2 separate regions of the Pan troglodytes genome follow, and region 1 is linked to region 2. The links are chromatin contacts, called in public HiChIP or PLAC-seq maps. All regions are on one chromosome and are shown on one strand. Each heading gives the region's core, a stretch centred on a gene start, on an enhancer-like site or on the middle of the called end of the contact. The rest is flanking DNA. Distances are from core to core; before and after follow the strand shown.

Region 1 (5,941 bases), core at 865-3,364, 190 kb after region 2:
GGAGTTCGAGACGAGCCTGACCAACATGGTGAAACCTTGTCTCTACTAAAAATACAAAAATCAGCTGTGCATGGTGGCGTGCGCCTATAATCCCAGCTACTCAGGAGCCTGAGGCAGGAGAATCGCTTGAACCTGGGAGGCAGAGGTTGCAGTGAGCCAAGATCGCACTATTGCACTCCAGCCTGGGTGACAGAGTGAGACTCCATCTCAAAAAAAAAAAAAAAAAAAGTGAAATGCATCAAATGGTAAGTTTTGGTTAGGCTAAATTGCAAAATACTATTTCAAATCAGAACCAGAGTTTAATAATAGTAAATATCTGTTATTTTTTTCTGGGGCTAACATTTCTTGTCACTTATCATAAAGTCTGGTATTAATTTGCATGTGTTACTCTCATCTACCCAGATTATAAATTCCATCAAAGCAGTAAGTGTTCCTTGTAAAGAGGTGGGATCTTCATAAGCTCCTCTACATACTTGGGAATTGGTTCAAGTAACTTACAGACACACAAGGAATCCCTGCTTTCCACACCTGCTGTTCCCTTTCCCAAGCTGTCTCTTGGAGGGGGTAATGAATTTACAATGATCTTTCTACACTATCTGCTCGATTACCCTATGACCAAAGACTTTGTAACCACAGGTCAGAGTTAAAATCAGAATTTCAGTGAAGCGATGTTCCATGAACAGCTGGATTCACTAACTCAGTGGTCCCCAATCTTTTTGGCACCAGTGACCGGTTTCATGGAGGACAATTTTTCCACGGAAAAGGGGGCAGGGGCTAGGGGAGAGGGGTGGGGTGGTTTTAGATCATCAGGCATTAGATTCTCATAATGAGCATGCAACCTAGATCCCTCGCATATGCAGTTCACAATAGGGTTCACTTTCCTATGAGACTCTAATGCCCCCACTGATTCGACAGGAGGCAGAGCTCAGGCCGTAATGCCAGAGATGGGGAGCGGTTGTAAATACAGATGACACTTCGTTGGCTCGCCCTGCTCACCTCATGTGCCAATGGGTTCCTAACAGGCAACAGACCAACACCCGTCAGCAGCCAAGGAGTTGGGGAACTCTGCACTAACTCCAAAGAACATAGCGGGTCTGGCAGGGCATGGTGGCTCACGCCTGTAACCCTAGCACTTTGGGAGGCTGAGGCAGGCGGGATCACCTGAAGTCAGGAGTTCGACACCAGCGTCGCCAACATTGCAAAACCCCGTCTGTACTAAAAATACAAAAATTAGCCGGGCATGGTGGCGCGCAGCTGTAGTCCCAGCTACTCGGGAGGCTGAGGCAGGAGAATCGCTTGAACCCGGGAGGCGGAGGTTACAGTGAGCCGAGATCGCGCCACTGCACTCCAGCTTGGGCGACAGAGAAAGGCTCCGTCTCAAAAAGATCACAGCGGGTCTGAAATTGAGAGTTTGACAAGTATACCTACGTAAACCTCACCTTACAATACCAAAGGGAAGGAGACAAGCCCTTGGTTGGTCTGGCATGGCGCGGGGCGGCGGTGGGGGGGGCTCACATCGCTTTGGGAAGCAGAGGCTAGAGGACTGCTTGAGCCCAGGGGTTCAAGACCAGCCTGGACAACATAGGAAAACCTCATCTTTACAAAAAATATAAAAATTAGCCAGGCACAGTGGCTCACACCTGTAATCTGAGGGCTTTGAGAGGCCAAAGAGGGACGATCGCTTGAGCCCAGGAGTTCAAGACCAGCCTAAGCAACACAGCAAGACCCTGTCTCTACCAAAAAATAAAAATTAGCCAGGCGTGGTGGTGTGCACTTGTAGTCCCAGCTCCACGGGGGGCTGAGGCGGGAGGATCGCTTGAGCCCAGGGGTTCCAGGCTGCAGTGAGCTATGATCGCGCCACTGCACTCCAGCCTGGGCTACAGGTCGAGAACCTGTCTAAAAAAAAAGAAAAAGAAAGAAAAAAGAAAAGCTCTCGATTAGCCCCATCTGTGGGGGCTGGGGCTGCTCCAGAATTTCTAGGGTTCAAGGGCAGCAGCCTGGTTGCAGGTGGGGATCAGGGCATTTCTTGGAGGCTGCATCTGCGGAGCAGGCTCTGTCCTCTGTGAATTGGGGGCCTTGCCAAGTTCCCCCAACCCTTTTTTCCCTGCGGCGCCATCTTGGGAGCAGGGAACTGCTTGGGAGCAGGGGATTCTGCCCCAGGAAGGGTCGAGAAAGTTCCTGGGGGGCTTCAGGGGCTTTCCACAGAGGGAGCACGGCGGGGGCGGAGGCTCCCTGCAGGGAGCAGCGCTGAGGTAGACTGGCTCTGACCTTGGCTCTCTGAAGGGAGAAAAACTTAATCGTTCTTCAGGTCCAAGAGCTCCAAAGACCCCCAATCCTCAGTCACTCATCTCCTGACAAAAGACCTTGCGAAACTGCCAAAGCGCCACACTTCGGCTCGCGATTGTGAGGAAATTGGTTGAGGAACGGAGTGGGACGCCCATGCCGCTTCGCCAGCACTTGCCAGGCGTTCCGTGGGGCAGCATCTCCTCTGAAGGGCCGCCGACAGTACCACGCCGATGGAATAGCGTACCCTCCTCCACTGCAGCCTGCCTAACCCCGGACTGCGCGCCCGAGCTGTGCGCATGAGCCGACCGTCCGCGCGGCCGCAACGCGCAGGCGCCGTGTCCACTTCCGTGATCTGTCAGCCGCTCCCTCTGGGCTTCCGTCCTCCGCCCGCGCCCGCCGGAGCCTGTTCGCGTCGACTGCCCAGAGTCCGCGAATCCTCCGCTCCGAGCCCGTCCGGACTCCCCCGATCCCAGGTAACGGCCAGCAGGGGCGAGCGTCTCACCCTGTCGGCCTCTCTTGTCCAGGCCTGGCGCCGGACTTGCCGCGGGGGCAGTGAGACGGGGGCTTAGGCCGCGGGGCCCCGAGGCTGAGGCGCGGCCGGGTCTCCCTGCCGGGGCCTCCTGAGGGGGCGGGGATCCCCTTTCTCCGTGGATCCCCTGCAGCTTTTCTCAGGATGTTCGAGCTCCTAGCCGCCTCCGATGCGCGAATTAACGGCCCCTTCTGCGCCCCCAGGGTCCTACTTGCACCTCTGCTGGGGGCATTTGTCACCGTCTCTAAAATTGTGTCAAGTAGGAGGATCTCCCGTAATCGAGCGACCCGCGGGACTATTCATCTCTTTAGTGTCTAGAGTAGATCCCTGCATACAGTAGGCGCCCATAGGATGTTTGCCTGCTCTCTAGGGCAGCCCTCAATCCTTCGGTTATTGGGGAACCTTCTCGATCTCGAGAAAAACCTTCTCCCGAGTTCTTTTAAGATTTCCCTGCATGAGTACCGCCTTCCCCCAAGTCAAAATTGCACCCTTCTCCGCGCTCTTATTCATTTAGTGGAATCTTTTATGCCAGTCCTGACACCACCACTTTGTTGAGTGATCCTGGGAAGATGCTTCTCTGCGCCTGTTTCCTCATCTGCAATAAAAAGATTCTTACCGTTTTGCTAAGAATCAAGTGAACTTATTTGCATAAATTGCTTAGAATAGTTCCTGGCCGAGAGTAGGTGATCAATAAATATTAGCTATTATTACTGCTTCTGGGCATTCTATGCATATCCGTCTTCCTTTCCTTTTCTACCTCCTCCACTCTCCCCAAACACCAACCCTCCAGACTTGAAGACCAGAATGGTGTCAGCCTTATTTATGTTTCTGGCCCCATCCCGGTATTTACAACACTGCTGGGAACATGATAGGCACTTAATCAGTTATAGCTTAGAATCTTTGATTATAAAGCCATCTGTTCTCCTGCAGCTTTGGAACCTTCTGTCTATGTCAACTCGTAGCTTAAATTGCCGAGATTATCTTACTTCTGCCCTCTCTCCTCAATTTTATCTAGTCTTGTGCTTTCACATAGGGCCTGGGTTTTCAGGTATCTAAAAACAGAGGAGGGGCATCAGTCAGGAAGGTGTTTTTGTCCTGTTAGGGAGTGGGTAACTGTAGTTGTTGTCTTCCTTTTTTTTTTTTTTTTTTTTTTTTCCTGCAGCCTCGACCTCCTGGGCTTAACAGATCCTCCCACCTCAGCCTCCTGAGTAGCTGGGACTACAGGCATGTGCCACCACACTGGGCTAATTTTCATTTATTTTTATTTACTTATTTTTGGAGATAGAGTCTCACTCTGTCACCCAGGCTGGAGTGCAGTGGTGTGATCTCGGCTCACTGCAACGTCTACCTCCTGGGTTCAAGCGATTCTCCTGCCTCAGCCTCCCGAGTAGCTGTGACTACAGGCATGAGCCACTGCGCCTGGCTAATTTTTTTTTTTTTTGTATTTTTTGTAAAGACAGGGTCTCCATATGTGGCCCAAGCTGGTCTGGAGCTCCTAAGCTCAAGCTATCCTCCCACCTCGACCTCCCAAAGTGCTGGGATTTTGGGTGTGAGATACCACACCCAGCTTATATGGCTATTTTCTCCCACAAAGTATTCAGAGATCTTCTGGAGTTCATCTGTTAATCACAGTTAAAGGAAGGGACCATTTCGGAAAACTCCTATTTTGGACGCGGAGTGGTGATACTTTGATCTAGTTGTCTCATCCAATGCTGAAACAAATCCTATATAAAGAAGTTTAAAATGGTCTGCTGGTGAGGCTGGTGCCTGGACTGGAGCCTGTCTGAATGTTGAGGAGGGTGTGGTGACCTTGTTGGAGTACTTGATGTTGCTAGATTGGCTAATGAGAGTGATTAGGAACTAGGTGAATCACGGTCTTGAAAACTGACCCTAAACAGGGGACAGAAATGCCCACTTGTGTGGGCATTTTCAAGCTCCAAAGGAGTAGGGCCAAGAATTTATAGCATATGTCAACGTTTCCAAGCTCAGAGGAAACTAACTGGTGGGTTCTATGGTTGGTTTAAAAGCCTTGGGTTGGCCAGGTGCAGTGGCTCACGCCTGTAATCCCAACACTTTGAGAGGCTGAGGCGGGTGGATCACCAAGGTCAGGAGTTTGAGACCAGCCTGACCAACATGGAGAAACCCCGTCTCTACTAAAATACAAAATTAGCCAGGCATGGTGGCATGTGCCTGTAATCCCAGCTACTCGGGAGGCTGAGGCTGGAGAATCGCTTGAACCCGGGAGACGGAGGTTGCGGTGAGCTGAGATCGCACCATTTCACTCCAGCCTAGGCAACAAGAGCAAAACTCCATTTAAAAAATAGAAAAGCCTTGGGTCAAAGGGAGAAAGGGAACCTGCTGGCATGTATTTCAGGCTAGGCTCTGTACTACTTGCTTTCACATGTCTCATTTAATTCTCCTTGTGATCTCAGTGGTATATCCACTTTACAGAAGAAAAAAATGAGATTTAGAGATATCAAGTGACTTGCCCAGGGTTTCATAGCTAGTGTGTGTCAAAAGCCAGGGTTCAAACCCAGCCTCGGCTTCAGAGCCCATGGCTAGCCATACATCAGAATGACTCTGTACTCAGTGATAGATAAAGAAAAGGGGTGGGGGCCGGGCACGGTGGCTCATGCTTGCAATCTTAACACTTTGGGAGGCTGAAGTGGGCAGATCACTTGAGCCCAGGAGTTTGAGACCAGCCTGGACAACATAGGGAGACCCCTGTCTTTACAAAAAATTAAAAAATTAGCAGGGCATAGTGATGCATGCCTGTGGTCCCAGCTACTCAGGAGGCTAAAGTGGGAGGATGGCTTGACCCTGGGAAGCCGAGGTTGCAGTGAACTGAGATCACACCACTGCAGTCCAGCCTGGGTGACAGAGCAAGACCTTGTCTGAGAAAAAAACTCAGAGAGAGAGAAAAGGGATGAGGGGGGAGGGAGGGAGGAAAAGAAAAGGGATGAGGGGCAGGGCGCGGTGGCTCACGCCTGTAATCCCAGCACTTTGGGAGGCCGAGGCAGGCGGATCACGAGGTCAGGATATCGAGACCATCCTGGCTAACACGGTGAAACCCCATCTCTACTAAAAATACAAAAAAATTGGCTGGGCGTGGTGGCGGGCCCCTGT
Region 2 (6,168 bases), core at 1,798-4,297:
TTTTTCCAAATAACAAACATGGAAATAAACTCTGAAACCTGTAACAAAAGTATTCAACTTTTGAAAGATTGCTACTCAACATCCCAGAAGTGAGAATTCAAACTTCCCTTAACCAGAAAGATGAGGCTAAAACCTACTCCACCGTCAACAAACTTCTAGTTCAAACCTTTCGAGGTAAACTAAGGTTCCACGTACTGGCATTGCATGTGTACCATTACCGCTAAACCGCAATCCTATTGTAAGGATGATCACACTCACAAATCCTCTCAAACCATTCATAATATCTACTGAAAGGGAAAGGGAAAAGGTGTTTCAGAAACAACACTCATCACCTGATCCTTCCCTATCAAATGTCATCCAAAAATTCCTTAAAGCATTCTTGCTTCGATAATCTAAATTCCTGAATCCAAAAATAATTTGGGAGGAGGACAAACCAAGTCCTCCCTTTCAAGGCTCAGGCTTGGCAAATAGGATTGATTAATATACATACACCAGACATAAACATTTCAATTAAAACCTATTCCTTCTAAAACATTCATCATATTTCTAACACAAAATCAGTTGCTTTCGCTTTTAACAAGATAACTGAAACCAATCTGATGTCAATTACAGACTGAGCTGTAAATCAGAACCAAGTTAAAAGCTTTACAAGTATTACAATCTCAAAAATGTTACTTTTATCTTACCACATAAATAAAAATGTATCTACATTGTATCTACAAAGTGAGAAGTGTTTCCTATCAGCCCTGGCATAAAGAAATGTATTTCCCCAGAAGCAAAGATCCCAGAGGAAACTACCTCTTACGTTACAAAACCAGGGTCTGGGTTTGGGTCCAAATCATTATTTGATATCTTTATACAAAAAAACAAAACCTTCTCTTAAGACAAAAGTTGGGCCATGCAACAACTATGGGCTCTCAAAGTAAATTTTAGTTTAAAAAAAATTACCTATTGTTTGCATGGATTTTACCGATGACTTTATGGCTGCGCATCTGCCATAAAGTGTTCAAAACGCTCATTCTCTCTTTGAAAGGACCTGACCAAACCAGGACTTTGGAGTTCTCACCCGACTGAGCCACTGAACAGAAAAATCCAGGGGAAAATCCCTGACGGGGATTAGAATGAACTTTTTAGTTTCCTTCCAGAGCTGGAAATATTCGAGTTTGGAAAGTCCCGGAGCAGAGCCGCATTTGCAACACGGCCATCCTGCTTTAGGGATGAATTGAAACTGGGAAGAGAGTAGTACCAATGAGAGTGAGAAAGGGAAGACGAGGATGCAGCCTGGTCCAGAACCTCTGGAGCCCGGGGGGAAACAGGTTGGCATCACATCCGCGCCACCAAGTCGCAGGCCCGCGGCAGAGCGTTGCGCTCACTCTTGAAGGTGGCACTACAGAGCCACCCAGGAAACACAGACTTTTCATTGAAGACAAAATGAATCAAGGAGCCTGCGTGTGGGCAGCTTCCAAAGCCTCCAGTGAGTGTGGGAGTAGGGATCAGAGCCTCACGGCGCTCTGGGTTGCTGAGTGTGGGGGTGATGGTGAAACAAAATGCGGAAAAGGTAAAAATTGAAGAAGCAGAGTTAAAAGTAGCTAGCGGTCTGGCCTAAGAGACAGGAAGTGGCCCAGACTGAGACTGAAGAGGGCTGGACCAGGGGGAAGTGAAGAGAGCAGGACTGGGAGCAGCTACAAGATAGGATTGAGGAATTTCAGGCTGAAGGAAAGAAAGGGTGGAGACCCCGCCAGACAGCAGCGAGGGGGCGGGGCTAGGCAGGAATGAGGGCGGGGCTTGAAAGTGAGGGGCGGGGCTAGGGGAAGAAGGGAGGAGGACGGTGTGGGGGGTGAGGGAGAAACGAAAGAGGATGGGGGAGTGAGAAGAGAGTGGGTGGGGGCAGGAGGGGAGAAGCAAGGGGGCAAGTGGAAGGGGAGGTAGCAAAATAGCTTGGAAGTGGTGGGAAAGACCAGGAGGATGAGGGGAGGGTGCAGGTGGGAGGGAAAACAGGAAAGCAAGAGAGATGATGGGAAAGTGGTGAGAAGTGAGGGATGGGACCAGGGGAACAGAGGCAAGGCCAGGAGGGAAAAGCGAGGGGGCAGGTGGGCGGAGAGGATGGGAAGCGAGGAGAAGGAGGGAGGGGGTAAAAACGGCGGAGGAGAAAAAAAGGAGAGAAGCAAGGGGGCGGGACCAGGAAGAAGTGAGGGCCGATGCTAGGAAAGAAGTGAGGAGGCGGGACCAGGAAGAAGTGAGGGCCTAGGCTAGGAAAGAAGTGAGGAGGCGGGACCAGAGAGAAGCGAGGGAGCTGGACGCAGGGAGAAGCGAGGGGGCGGGGACAGAAAGTTAGGAGGCGGGAGCAGAGAGGAGCGAGGGGGTGGGGCCAGAGAGATGGGCGGGGTCAGGTGCGGGGAGGAAAGGTGGGGAAGAGAAAGGACCACAGGGATGGAGGTGAAAGGCAAGGGGGCGGGGCCTGGGGGGAGAAGCGAGGGGTCAGGTGCTAGGGAGAGGAAGGGAAGCGAGAGGCAAGGGGCCGAGCCGGGGAGAGGTGAGGGGAAAGGGCCTGGAAGGAGATGCAAGGGGCGGGGCCAGGAAAAGAGAAGCGAGGGGCGGGGCCAGGGAAGGAGATGCAAGGGGCGTGGTCATGAATGGAAATGAGAGGGGCGGGGCCAGGACGGAGATGCGAGGGGGCAGGTGCGGGGGAACGGGAGGGAACGCGAGACCGAGGGGGCGCGAGCGGCCAGGGGGCGGGGCCGGGCAACGGCGAGGGGGCGGGGCCGGGAGGGAGAAGCGAGGGGCGCACGCCGAAGGGGGTGACGAGGTCCTGGGACAACGGCCGGCGTGGGGGAGGGCCGCTTCCAAGGGCGCCCTGCGGGGAATTCCGGGGCGGGCGAGGGGGCGCCGGGGCGCGGGTGGGCCTCCCGCCGGCCGTACCTGTCAGACGGATCTTGATGCTGGAGCCGTTCCTGCGTGTCCCGGGGTTCGACATCTCCCGCCAACGATCGGGCAGCCGCGGATCCAGCGCCGCCGCCCCCCAGCCCGGCCCGGCCCGGCCCCGCCGCCGCCGCCTCAAGGTTACGGCTCCGGGCTGGGCGCCGGGGTCCGAGCCGGGACACAAACTCCGCGGCCCAGGCGTCCGGGCGGCAGGCGGATGGTCGAGCCGGGAGATCGGCGCTTGCTGCGGCGCTCTGACCCTCGCTGCTTCCAGCCGAGCCCAGTCCCGAGCCGCCGCCGCCGCCGCCTCCGCCGCCGCCTCCGCCTCCGCCGCCTCCACCACCTCAGAGCCGGACGCCCGCCGCCCTCGCCGCTTCCGCCGCTGCCGCCGCCTCCCCGAGCCGCGCGCGCGCCCGCCGCCGTGCCGGCCCGGCCCTGCGGGCCCCCGCGCCTACGTGCGTGCGCGCCCCCGCCACGTACGCTGGGGCGGGGCGGGGTGCGCTGCTACGTCGCCCGCACGCCTGCCTCGGGCGCGCGGGGCCCGGATCCCGCGGGTTGGGGTCTTCACGCTTCCTGTGGTCGGTGGGTGGGAGGGTCTGGCCCCGAGCCCGGGAAGGGAGAGCAGAGCTGGCCCCGGGGCCCAGCGCGCGGTCGCCCTCTGTCTTGACCCCTGTCTCTGCGAGGCTCTGGGCTCCTGAGTGACTGAAGAGTGGTTTGCATGAAACCGTGGGCTGTGTCCACACCAAGCTCTTTGCACACAGGCGTGCAATACCAGTTTTTTTCAGTTAAGAGCTTTCGATCGTGCAAGTTCAAGGGAGGGACTTCTCAAAGAGACAAAGCCCTTAGGTGTGTTCTGTGCAACGGGTGTGCTCCACTGACCCATAACAAAGTTGCCAGAATCGCAGAAGTGCCATATACGGACAAGGAAAACGAGATGAGAGGGAGGGATAAAGTTGAGAGGCGGATGTTTGTTATTATCCATTCTGCATACAATTTTACCAAACAAGAAAGTGGCATTGTGGTTTGTGTTCCCATGTCTTCTGCTAAATTTCCCCTTCTCCCGGGGTTGCAGGTTAGAACCAAAAGCTCATGGCTGGGTACGGTGGCTGTAGCCTGTAATCCCAGCGCTTTGGGAGGCCGAGGCGGGCGGATCACTTGAGCCCAGGACTTTGAGGCCAGCCTGGGCAACATAGGGAGACTCCATCTCTACAAAAAATACAAAAATTAGCTGGGCATGGTGGTGCGCGCCTGTAGTCCCAGGTACTGGGAGGCTGAGGTGGGAGGATCACTTGAGCCCCAGAGTTCATGGCTGCAGTGAGCTATGATCAGGCCACTGCACTACAGCCTGGGTGACAGAGCTAGACGCTGTCTCAAAAACACACACACACACACACACACACACACACACAGAAAAAGCTCATTATGCGCTTTCTCCAGCAAACAAACTCCTCTCTGTTAGCATGTTATAGAAATAAACTGATATTATTAGAAAGAGGGAAAACTAGGTTTATCAAACTTGTTTTTTACCCACTACCTTGTTGTTGTTGTTGTTGTTTTTTGAGACAGGGTCTCACTCTGTCACCCAGGCTGGAGTGCAGTGGCACGATCTTGGCTTACTGCAACCTCCACCTCCCGGGTTCAAGTGATTCTCGTGTCTCAGCCTCCTGTATAGCTGGGATTACAGGCGTTAGCCACCACACCCAGCTAATTTTTGTATTTTTGGTAGAGATGGGGTTTCACTGTTTCGGCCAGGCTGGTCTCAAACTTCTGAGCTCAGGTGATCTGCCCGCTTCAGCCTCCCAAAGTGCTGGGATTTCAGGCCTAAGCCACCGCTCCCAGCCCCCACTACCCATTTTCATGTACAAGTTCTTTTTTATTTTTATTTGATTCTTCATCAATCAACTTGAACAAATTCTTTTAATACTGTGTGTGTGTGTGTGTGTGTGTGTCCTAAGGAAAGTAGGCTCTGGGCCATTGCTACCATCCCCTGCAGCCTTGTGCCTGTCCTAAGGTCACAGTCTTCGGAACAGAGCCTTCTACCTAGAGCGCCTAGACATACCTGCCTGCCTGCTCGCCCGCCTGCCTGCCTGCCTGCCTCGGATGACCCTAGTGAAAGCAGAGTCTCTCCTGGGCAGGATTCAAGGCATCACATCTGTCAAATAAAAGGATGGTCCTAGGTCATTTCTATGGCACCTTGCGGCTCTTTCAGTTATCCTCAAGAAAGACCCAAGAATATAAGCAATGTTTAAGCAATAGCAGTAGAGCCACAATCCAGCTGTTTCCATTTGTAGATGATTGTCACAGAGAGTGAATGCCTGGGTCTGAATTAATCCATCCAGTCTCTAATGCTCCCAAGTAATCCCCATTCTTCTGCCAATCCCGTTAGTATTTCCCCCCTATTCAAAGAGTCTCCTCTCTAAACAAAACCAGACATCACTCTCTGCTTACCTGGGTGCAGGCTCCTGTTCTTATCCCCAGGTGTTCCTGACCTGGAAACCTTTCATTGCTTAATTTTGTTGTTTTTCTCCCCGCCCCGATGGCTGGTTCTTCGTTGGCTTGACTGTTTCCTTAATCTTTGAGTCAGGAGGTTGCTTCTGGAGGTTTCTGAAAGGTATTTTGTTCATTCATTAACAAGTACAGATGCTCCTTGATGTACAATGGGGTTACATTCTGATAAACCCATAATATGTTGAAAATATGTCAAAAATGCATTTGCGGAGGCCGGGCATGGTGGTTCATGCCCGTAATCCCAGCACTTTAGGAGGCTGAGGTGGGGGGATTACCTGAGAGCAGGAGTTCGAGACCAGCCTGGCTAACATGGTGAAACCCTGTCTACTAAAAATACAAAAGTTAACTGGGTGTGGTGGTGTGTACCTGTAGTCCCAGCTACTCGGGAGGCTGAGGCACAAAAATCACTTAAACTCGGGAGGCAGAGGTTGCAGTGAGGCGAGATTGTGCCACTGCACTTCAGCCTGGGCAACAGAGCGAGACTCTGTCTAAAAAAAAAAAAAAAAAAAAAAAAAAACGGAAAATGCATTTACTACACCTAAGCTACCAGCCATTATAGCTTAGCCCAGCCTACCTTAAATGTGCACAGAACACTTTGATTACCATACGGTGGGGCAAAATCATCTAACACAAAGCCTATTTTACGATAAAGTTATTATAAAGAATTTTGAATCAAAATTTGAAATTTGAAGTGTGGTTTCTACTGAATGTGTGTCTCTTTCCTACCATAACATCAAAAAA

Evidence for each region. HiChIP or PLAC-seq counts read pairs in DNA pulled down with a chosen protein or histone mark.
Region 1: a contact with region 2 is called in an H3K4me3 HiChIP or PLAC-seq map of stem cell-derived excitatory neurons, with 4 times the contacts expected there. The contact joins the promoter of ARPC1A here to the promoter of SMURF1 in region 2. A contact is called at or near these places in 1 of 1 datasets of contacts at active chromatin or transcription factors (stem cell-derived excitatory neurons) and 1 of 1 other capture datasets (stem cell-derived neural stem cells).

The regions. Positions count from the first base shown.
Region 1 is chr6:108,723,686-108,729,626 of NHGRI_mPanTro3-v2.0_pri, forward strand. ARPC1A (actin related protein 2/3 complex subunit 1A) reads left to right here and starts at 2,115. Exons shown (of 10, transcript XM_003318629.6): 1 at 2,115-2,759. LOC129135544 (a long non-coding RNA gene) reads right to left here and starts at 2,356. Exons shown (of 3, transcript XR_008536484.2): 1 at 2,269-2,356.
Region 2 is chr6:108,535,818-108,541,985 of NHGRI_mPanTro3-v2.0_pri, forward strand. It overlaps SMURF1 (SMAD specific E3 ubiquitin protein ligase 1), which reads right to left and starts at 3,048. Exons shown (of 19, transcript XM_528043.8): 1 at 2,920-3,048. The coding sequence starts at 2,974.